2 separate regions of the Mus musculus genome follow, and region 1 is linked to region 2. The links are chromatin contacts, called in public HiChIP or PLAC-seq maps. All regions are on one chromosome and are shown on one strand. The core of a region is the stretch at or near the end of the contact, and the rest is flanking DNA. Distances in the headings are between cores, read along the strand shown. Region 1 has its middle 23 kb from the start of Cldn1. Region 2 overlaps P3h2 (prolyl 3-hydroxylase 2).

Evidence for each region. HiChIP or PLAC-seq counts read pairs in DNA pulled down with a chosen protein or histone mark.
Region 1: an H3K27ac HiChIP or PLAC-seq map of microglia shows a contact between it and region 2, with 4 times the contacts expected there. The contact joins two enhancer-like sites. A contact is called at or near these places in 1 of 39 promoter capture datasets (second pharyngeal arch cranial neural crest), 2 of 484 Hi-C or Micro-C datasets (cerebellum and erythroblasts) and 2 of 115 datasets of contacts at active chromatin or transcription factors (bone marrow-derived dendritic cells and microglia).

What each region holds. Positions count from the first base shown.
Region 1 is chr16:26,346,251-26,350,890 of GRCm38.p6, forward strand. No RefSeq gene overlaps it. Among named protein-coding and RNA genes, the nearest start is that of Cldn1, 23 kb to the right of the region's middle. Within about 2 kb of position 2,356, at least 31 of the 459 cell types and tissues checked have an H3K27ac peak or open chromatin away from gene starts, as enhancers often do. A contact at or near this core is called in microglia, where this site is marked.
Region 2 is chr16:25,956,386-25,960,981 of GRCm38.p6, forward strand. P3h2 (prolyl 3-hydroxylase 2) reads right to left here. Exons shown (of 15, transcript NM_173379.3): 15 at 2,899-4,065. The coding sequence ends at 3,973. Among named protein-coding and RNA genes, the nearest start is that of P3h2, 150 kb to the right of the region's middle. Within about 2 kb of position 2,491, at least 67 of the 459 cell types and tissues checked have an H3K27ac peak or open chromatin away from gene starts, as enhancers often do. A contact at or near this core is called in microglia, where this site is marked.

The sequences.
Region 1 (4,640 bases), core at 1,106-3,605, 390 kb after region 2:
ATACATACATACATACATACATACTACATACATATACATAAAAATAAATTTTATTCATGTGTAAAAAGTATAAAATTTGTAAATGAATAGATGACTGGAAAGATCAACCTGAGTGAGATAACCTAGCTGAATAGAGACAAACTTTACACACTCTCTCTTAAATGTGTATATCCTAGTGTTTAACTGGTATATCTATGTGTTTAACTTGGATGTTCATTGGAAGCCACTGAGGTGGACCTTAATGGAGAACACATAGAAGAATACAGATGATAAGAAAGTAGACAGGAGAGTATTGGGCATGGAAATAGTTAGGCAAGGATGCAGATCAGAGCAAATCAAAGCAAAGGGTTATAAATAGCTCCATGGAAACTGACTTTGTAAACCAATTTTACTCTAAAAGAAACTAAATCTCAGATGTGAATAGTAGTTCCCTGGGTTACCAATTTCTCCTTGTTCATTTTCTTCTAAACGTGTCCTCTTGATGTTGGAGGAATAAAGTTTGTACTTGCTGCTGGCTATCTTTCACAATAATGAAAGATGCTATGTAAGCTGTTGTAAGAGCGATGGTCATCAATAATCTTACACATCCAAGTTACAACTTAAGATTGCTATTGAAACCCACTTAAGATATGGGTTACAATAGCAACACAGATGTTACTGTGAAAAATTCATGGCTTTCTGATCAGATATTAGGTCCTCTTAACATTTGCCTGGCACTGTAAATCTGGTCAGGAACACATGGTTGGAGAGCTGACAATGCCCAGAGTGAACCTACCACTATTATTCTCCTAAATGGACATAGTGTCAATATGCCCTCTAAATTTGTATCCCTCATAGATTAGCACAGCTCTGAGATCCCATTGGAAAAGGTTCCTTCTGGATTAGATAAGAGTTGATGGAGAAATTCCCAACTGATCAATGTGCATAGAATAAGTATCAGCAGAGTAATCAGCCAGAAGTGGAATGTTAATATCATGCCATCGCCCTCGAGGTTCAGGGAATGTCACAGAAGAGACAGCAGAAAGATCAGAAAGAGGTAAGGGAGGGCTGGAGCCAAATGGTGCTTTCTGGTCATGGCAGGGCCACCGATTGTTTTCATGGACTTACAGCATTCATGGTTGCATGCTAGATAGCTTTATGTCAACTTGACTCAAGCTAGAGTCATCTGAGAGAAGGGAGCCTCAGTTGAGAAAATGCCTCCATAATATCAGGCAACAGGCAAGACTCAAGGGTATTTTCTTATTTAGTGATCAATGGGGGTGTGTCCAGCCCATAGTGGGTAGTGTCATCCCTGGGCTAGTGGTTTTGAATTCTATGAGAAAACAGAATGAACAAGGAATAAAGAGTAAGCCAGTAAGCATCACTCCTCCATGGTCTCTGCACCAGTTCCTGACTGCAGCAGATTTCTGTTTTAGTAGAGTTCCAATCCTGGCTTCCTTCAGTGATGTTGTACAAGTGTATCCTTTTCTGTATGACTTCCTTTTGGTTATGGTGTTTCAGCACAGCAATAGAAAGAAGATCTAGGACAAGTTGTTTGTATGAGAGTTACAGAAGATCAAGCCTATAAACATGGAATGGGAGGGGATCATGGGCCCCAACTCCTAACAGAGGGACTCTGGGCAGTTGATGGTTTGTTTTGAAGAAAAATGAGTCAATTTTCTTTAAAGATGTGGCTCCTGGTCCAACATGGTCAGGGCCAACACCCCAGGAGTATATAGCAGAAAACAATTGAATGCAATTAAATGAGGGGAAAAGTAGTTGTTGTTTAAAAGAATTTAGAAGGACACAAAGTAGGGATGGTTGGTATAGATCTGGAAAGAGTTATGGGGAATGAATGGGACCAAAATACATTGTATGAAATTCTCAAAGAATTAATAAAAACGTTAAAAATTTAAAAATCATGCCTTTAATTTTTTAAGAACTAGACAAATAAAAGGATTTACTTGGGTGTATGCTGACATTGAACATGCTGTAATAAAGGAAGTAGATTTAAAGAACTGGATCCTTGACAAGCACATGTGAATCCCCTTAAGGAATCTCTGCTATGTATGGAATATTAAGGGAAACAAACAAAGAGCTTCTGGTGCTAGAATCACATCTTACAAAGCTTGCAGATGCAGAGATTGATATAAGAAAGGAAATTCCAGACAGAATAAGCTGCTGAGCACACTCCAAAACAAGGAATGCCACAGGCCAGCTGAGAGAGGGAGGGAGGGAGGGAGGGAGGGAGGGAGAGAGAGAGAGAGAGAGAGAGAGAGAGAGAGAGAGAGAGAGAGAGAGAGAGAGAGAGAGATAGAGATATTTGGTCACTGACAAAAAATAACTGAAGACTCTCAACTCATTCCCTGACTCTCCCTCCACACTCTTGTTAATATTTAACAGCAATTCTGTAACTAGGGACAGTAATCCCAAAAAAGTGTTTGATTGAAAGTCAGGCTTGTTTTTATACCTGGAGATAACTACATTTAAATACTTTCTAGGCCCGATGGTTAAAACATTGAGTGAATAACTTGCACAGGGTTTTTTTTATTTGTTTATTTTTTAAAGAAAAGGTCTCATAAAATCCAGATTTGGTTGAATTTGCCATGTAGCTGAGGGTGACCTTGGTCTTGCTAATCCCACCCCACAAGTGTACTACCTGGCTACATTGGCAGACTCCTTGTTTCAGTTATCTCTGAAGACCAGTACTTACAGAACTGAAGGGAAGCTTCAGAAAGGTTTTGCTAGACCACTTCTGCAATCTTGTGTGTCTAGTGTCTGCTTCCTCTTTCAATAGCAGCACCCTGTGGTTTGTCTGAGATACCCTACCTACTTCACTTTTGTGAGTGTGGTTGGGATTGTACCTCTACCACCCACCCTCAGCTCTGAGCCAAGAGCATTAGTCTATCTCTTATTCCTAGCAGAACTACAGAAATCTTTACCATGTGCCAGGTAGGGGAACAGTGTCCTCGTGAATCATCACACAGTTTTACCCCTTTACTTCATTGCAATTAGAGTCATCTGACTTTTGTTCTTCTTTCTGAAGGACATTTACCCCATCAGCAGATGCTGTTGACTCTGTCTTCAGAATCTTTCGAATCTGACCATTTCTCTTTGGCAGCTCTGTGGAATCATGACATGCCTCACCTGGGCCATTAGAACAATTCTCAGGGGACCTTACCCTTTCAGTCTTAGCTCCCACAGCCTTTTGTCTATGTGACAACAATGGCAACCTTTGTAGATTTAGCTTAGGTGATCCTTTCAATACCCTGCTGATACCTAGTCTCTGTATTTCCAACTGAGTTAAAATAAGATCTGTTGGTATTTCCCTCCCTATTCTTGGGTTGTACATCTCTTCCTGTCTCCTATGACAGCTGCTATCCACCCTGAGAAGCAAGCAAGTCTCCTAAATTTGCCTTGTTCCTCCCAAGAGAATCCCAAACTTTGTGTATCAGCAAAGGCTGATCATACAAAATATGCCTTTGGTACACTCTACTCCATCCCCCTGCTTTCTTTATCTGTGTAATATGATAAGCATAAAAAAAGAGTATTTTTTAGTCACATGCAAGAGTATGTGATTGTCCCAAGGCCTGATTGTCCCATGAGAATGAAGATTTTATAAACAAGGGACTTCAATTTTTTAATTTTAGTTCTTATTGTAACATGTCTAGACAAATTTTGTCACTTAGTAGATATAAAATAATGATTAGTAATAAGTTAATGAGTATTGATTATGTTAGTATAAACATATAACCAGGTTGAACTAATGAAATCACATTCTAGATCTCTTATTAAGATAGCTATTAAGAAAGTAATCGTTCTTTGCTTAGAAGTTACTGGATTAAAAGAGAAAGGCAGGGGCTGAAGAGTGGCTGAGCAGTTAAGAGCATGGTTCTTTTTCTGAAGGACCAGGGTTCAATTCCTAGCACCTATATGGCAGCTCACAGCTATCTGTACTTCCAGTTCCAGGGGATCTGATGCCATCCCAGAGACATGCATGTAAGAAGAACACAAATGAGCAAAAAATAAAATAAATAAGTCATCAAAGAGGGAGAGGGAAGGGGAGGGGGGAGGGAGGAGGGGGAGGGGAGAGGGAGGAGGGGGGAGGAGGGAGAGGGGGAGAGGGAGAGGGAGGGAGGGAGAAGGGGAGAGGGAGAGAGGGAGAGAGGGAGAGATGGAAGAGAGAAAGAGGGAGAGGGAGAGGGAGAGGGAGAGGGAGAGGGAGAGGGAGAGGGAGAGGGAAAGGCCTACTCAAAACAAAACAAAACAAAGCAAAAATAGGAACAGACTCAAATGAGGTCATCTCTGAAGGTAAGGAAGAACCTGGATTCTTTAAATCATCTTCTAATACATAATACACAGAAAGCCTGGGAGACCCCATACAGGCATGATGGAGCTTCAGTTATAAGATCTAAGGTCACTCTCATACAGACTTTTGCTGCATACACTTGGTGCTTTTCTCCTAAGGAGTACTGAAGAGTCTGAGGATGAGAGCAAATGATGCAATATATTAGAAACCTGAGGTTTTCAATTATGTGCAGGACTAAATTCTAAACACTCTTAAGTGTGCTTTAGTTTTCGTGCCTGCCAGATAAAGCTTTAAGAATCTTGCCTGATATACTCATTCCTCTTCAATACTAAGACTGGGACCAGGAAAAAGC
Region 2 (4,596 bases), core at 1,241-3,740:
AAGAGGGAGGAGGAGGAGGAGGAGGAGGAGGAGGAGGAGGAGGAGGCAACAGAGACTTTGACAGTCTCACAGGGCCACTGTTCCAGCCCAGCAGTGAGCTCAAAGGTGGTTGACACGACTTGTCTCCATGCATCCGAAGCTATTAACCAGGTAAAAACAAACCAGACCCTGCATCTCCAATTGAAAACATCAAATTGTCCGGGAGCAGAAGATTTGAGGGTGGGCTGCTGGGACCATGTGAGAGGGTAACGTCATTCCACAGGCTTCTTGGCGATAGGTGGAAGAAACCCAGGGTCTTGTAGTTTGGAATTTTTGCCAAATGGCTCCTCTTTCCCTCTAAGAGTTCAGTGTGTGGGACTGGTCTCCTTTTCCCCACTTTCCAGCTACAACAATGTCAGCTTCCTCCGAATACTTAATGCTTTGGCATGAGGAGCTTCTGAGGTGGCCCCATTACTCCTTCCTTGACGTCATTGAGGGAGTTGTTCCCTGTGGCTGTCTTCTGTGAAATAATTCAGCATTTGTACTTCAATTAAAATTCATAGGTATAAATTATTAAATGGAACTGACTCATTCCGTGGCTTCTCTTCAGCTGAGTACATGCCAAAGAAATGTTACTTATTGTGCGAATGATGAGAAGCCAGGAAAACGGAGAAGTCCTTGTCAGCTGAGAGGCAGGCTGTACAGAAAGGTACTTCACATCCCAGGTTGCACTGTCCTAGGTCAGTCCATGGTACGTTTAAGTCAAAGACAATCTCTATCTTTGAGGGGCAGCAAAAAGACACCATCCATGATTCCCTCATGATCTCTATGACTGTCATGGGGGTTGCTGCGCACTAGGTATGTCTCATGAAGGAACTGGAAGCAAGTTGAATTAGGGACTTGGGTCCGATGTATCTCATGGAACAGAAGGAGATGCATGCTGTCTCACAGCTATTAGGTGGAAAAGAAAAAGAGTTTGTGTGATTCTAGAAAAGCAAACCTTTCCTGTTAGCAAATTAGTTAGGCCTGGGCAGATGGTGTAGAGAGCAACAGTTCTCAGATGGTTTTGCTTTTCTCTGGTAAGATCTTGCTTCTTCCTCTGGCTCCATGCTCTTAAGTCAAGGAAGTGTCTACAGGCAGTCATTACAGTGTTCATGGCTCTCTTTGTCTTCCACTGTTAAATGGGCATTGTATCCCATGCTTAGAACATATGTGCATTCTCCAGGAAAGACCATATTTAGTGTTATATCTGTTCGATACAGTATTATGATGATGAAAACCAGCCTTTGAAATATAGAACTTTGAAAAAGGAAAGGACAAATGGTCCTTAAGTGATAAAAAAGTAAGACTTTGTTATTTACTCTGCTGTGAGCTTAGGGTCCATGTGTGTAAACAAGGGAAAAGGTGGCCCTGGTGGAAGGATCTAGACCTGCAGAGGCATGGATGAGAGAGGCAAGTTCCATCTTTGGCCAAAGAGGTAAACGTACAAATTCTCTAGGTAGAGGGAGCCCTGCATCTAGATTTCAGCCTCACAGGCAAGGCATTCTTGCATCCCCTATTCCAACAGCGGTGGCTTCAGTCCTACTCCTGTCTGCTCTAACTCAGTCATCACAGCATCATGTCGGAGCCTCAGTTTTTGCCCAAAGTGAAAGAGGCAACTGGATTGTAATCTCTTTGGCTTTCTTCAGCCCTTATAACTACAAATATTCGAATGGGATTTTCCACTTATTTGCAAACAGGACTATTTAACATATAGACTCTAATTTCTGAGTTTGGCTTTCCTAAGTCATTCGATGGCACTCCCTAAATATTTGAATGAAATTATGCATGGTTTGATGTGGAGCAGATTAAAAAAATGAATGCTTTAGTAGATCTTCGATGTTCCAGGTGTAAAGCAACATGGCCAACCAGCAGAACGGGAACAACCACTCCCTGCTGTCAGCGTGACACACGATGGGATCGCACACAACAGTGGCGGCATCTACTGAGGCGCTTACCCACTTTCTATGGGCTGGATGGCACATTCTGTGCTGAAGCTGCTGCCTCTCCCAGGGCACGAGCGCACCCAGGAAACAAGAACTGTGCAGAGCCAAGGTCTGATTTCTTTGTTGATGTCTTGTAACCAGAAAACAGAAATTAGATCCTTGCCCAGATCTGTCTATCATGGAGTTTTTGTGCCAGCAAGTGCTTTGCAGTGAAGAGCAAACAAATTAACTGCTTCACATATCACGAACTGTCAACCCTAAAGTCGGGGTAAAAGTTTCATAGCCCTGTAGTAGCCCTGTGGTGACGTCACTTGCCACTCTCAGATGTTAGCAGAAAAAAACTTGCTTGTATTTTTTAATATTTCTAATATTAGTCTTGCTATTGGTTTATGTTCAGTTTGAATCTTGAGGAAGGCATAGGGTTTTGGAAACAATTATAATGAATGACACCATTTTCAGAAGAGGAACTGGAGTCCAGAAAGAGGAAGCGAGTTAGTTGCTTTAGGTCACCCGGGAATTGAGAGCTTTGCCCAGTCTTCCACGGCAGAGATACATCCTGAATTCTGGTTTGGCAGTGGTAGGCCAACAGCACACAGCACTGAAGTTGAATTTCTCAGTTCCACCGAGCAAAGTCTTCTTAGCCCTAACCAGATCACAAGTGGCAGAAAGTGAACCTCCCCCTTTACTGGAGCACATTGCAACAGTGGGTGTGGTCTGAGAGCAGAGCCTTTGCAGTGAACCCCGAAGTCTTTGAGTTCTCTGAATTAACACTCCAGCTCGCTAGCCAGTCTTGTTCCCTCCAAAGCAAGTTACCCACTTTCTTGCAGACCACTGTCTGCTGGCAGAGTTGTCATGGTCCATGTGTTCCTGGGTTGTCCCAGATAGTTACAAAAACATCATTGGAAGATAAAATAGGTGTGCATCGGAAGACAAGTTCTGTAACAAGGATCCCTTTATTAAACACTTCAGACACAGCATGCCTGTGTGAGCTGACAGCAGCAGGAAGAGGAGGCTGCCCAACAGAAGCCATTGAGGTGCAGCCTGTGAGAAACAGCTCTGAATTTATACCAGCAGGAGCCCCTCTCCAGCAGCAATAGTGCCTAGGGCAGGGCAATTTAAGGTATTCATTCTTCCATCACCACTGGGGGTGAACCTACACTGCTGGAACCCCTGTTTAGGTGTCCCCTCTTACAGAGCACTGTGGAGGGGAATCAGAACTTCATTTGAAAACACCAGTCCTAACATTCTACCCAAGGGGACCCCGTGCCATAGTCCTTAATCCAGTGGTGGCTTCCTCAAGCCTGAAAGATGCTGTTCTCTGTGATTCTTGGGACTTGGCAGACTGTGTCCTGGGAGCTCCTGTAGACACAAGGCAAACTTGCTGTGAAGAGTCTGAACTCTCAGCCAATGGAACCATGAAAGGTGATGGGGGAAAGGCAGCAAACCATAGAAGCCTGAGACCAATTCACATCCTATCTTTAGACCTCGGGGCACACTCTAGCTGTGGGGTGCTGAGTGCAGGCTGATCATGTTGATATTCTGAATATGCTGCAAAGTAACTGTGTGTGTGTGTGTGTGTGTGTGTGTGTGTGTGTGTGTGTGTGTGTGTGTGCCATGTAGTGTTTGTGTATCTGGGTGGTATGTGTTTCTGTATGTTTATGTTTGTCTTATGTATGTGTGGCGTATTTGGGAGTTTGTGCCATGTGTACATGGCCTGTGTGCACTTCTGTAGTGTAAATTCTGTTGCATGTTTACTGGTGTGACATGAAGAGTGTGGGTGTTGTGACTCAGTGCGGTGTGTGCTTGAGGGTGTGAATGGGCTCTGAATGATGAACTGAAGCAAAACAATGAAGACCAGAAGAAAGCAAATGAAGCGAAGTTGGGAACAGGGGGAGAAATCTAACGACTCTTAGTATCCTGTTAATTTATACTACGGCTCTGTACAAAAATAAAAAGGTTCTCATAAGATCATCTATTTAAATAAATATTCAATAGAGCACTCTCTTTTCTATAGCTCATCTTTGGGGTTAATATTCAGTCCATGCTTCCCGCGCTGTTCTTGATCCAAGATGGCAATCACTTCATCTGCCTGTATCCGCTCCTGCAAAAAGACAATTGACACATTTCTGGTACAAGTGTAATAACCAGCCCGGGCAGCAGATGCTTCCCCAACATTTCCAGCCAGCCATCTGTGCACAGATTGGTGCAACACCCAGACAGGGATAAGCCTACTTCAGCCAAACCGGTACGCTCTTCACACATCCCCACATTCTATGCAATTACTTTCCGAGATGGCTCTTACAGAAGATGTTTCATCTATTCATTGGCTTCCTACCCTTTCTGTCTCCCAGGCATCATCATCTCTTACTTAGCTCAGTGTCTCTCAGAAAAGAATACTCACCTTTTGCCAGAAAAGCCTGGTCCTGATCTCCCACACTTGATAAGGTTTTTGGCCCTGTCTTTCTGTGTCCTGTGTCTGTCCCTGTCTTTTTAATGGAGAATGAAGGACAGAGTTTCTCAGACATGGTACTACTGACATTTGAGGGAACAAAGACAGAGACAGAGAGAGAGAGAAAGAGAGAGACAGAGACAGAGACAGAGAAACTTTCCTGTATACTGCTAATGTTAACAT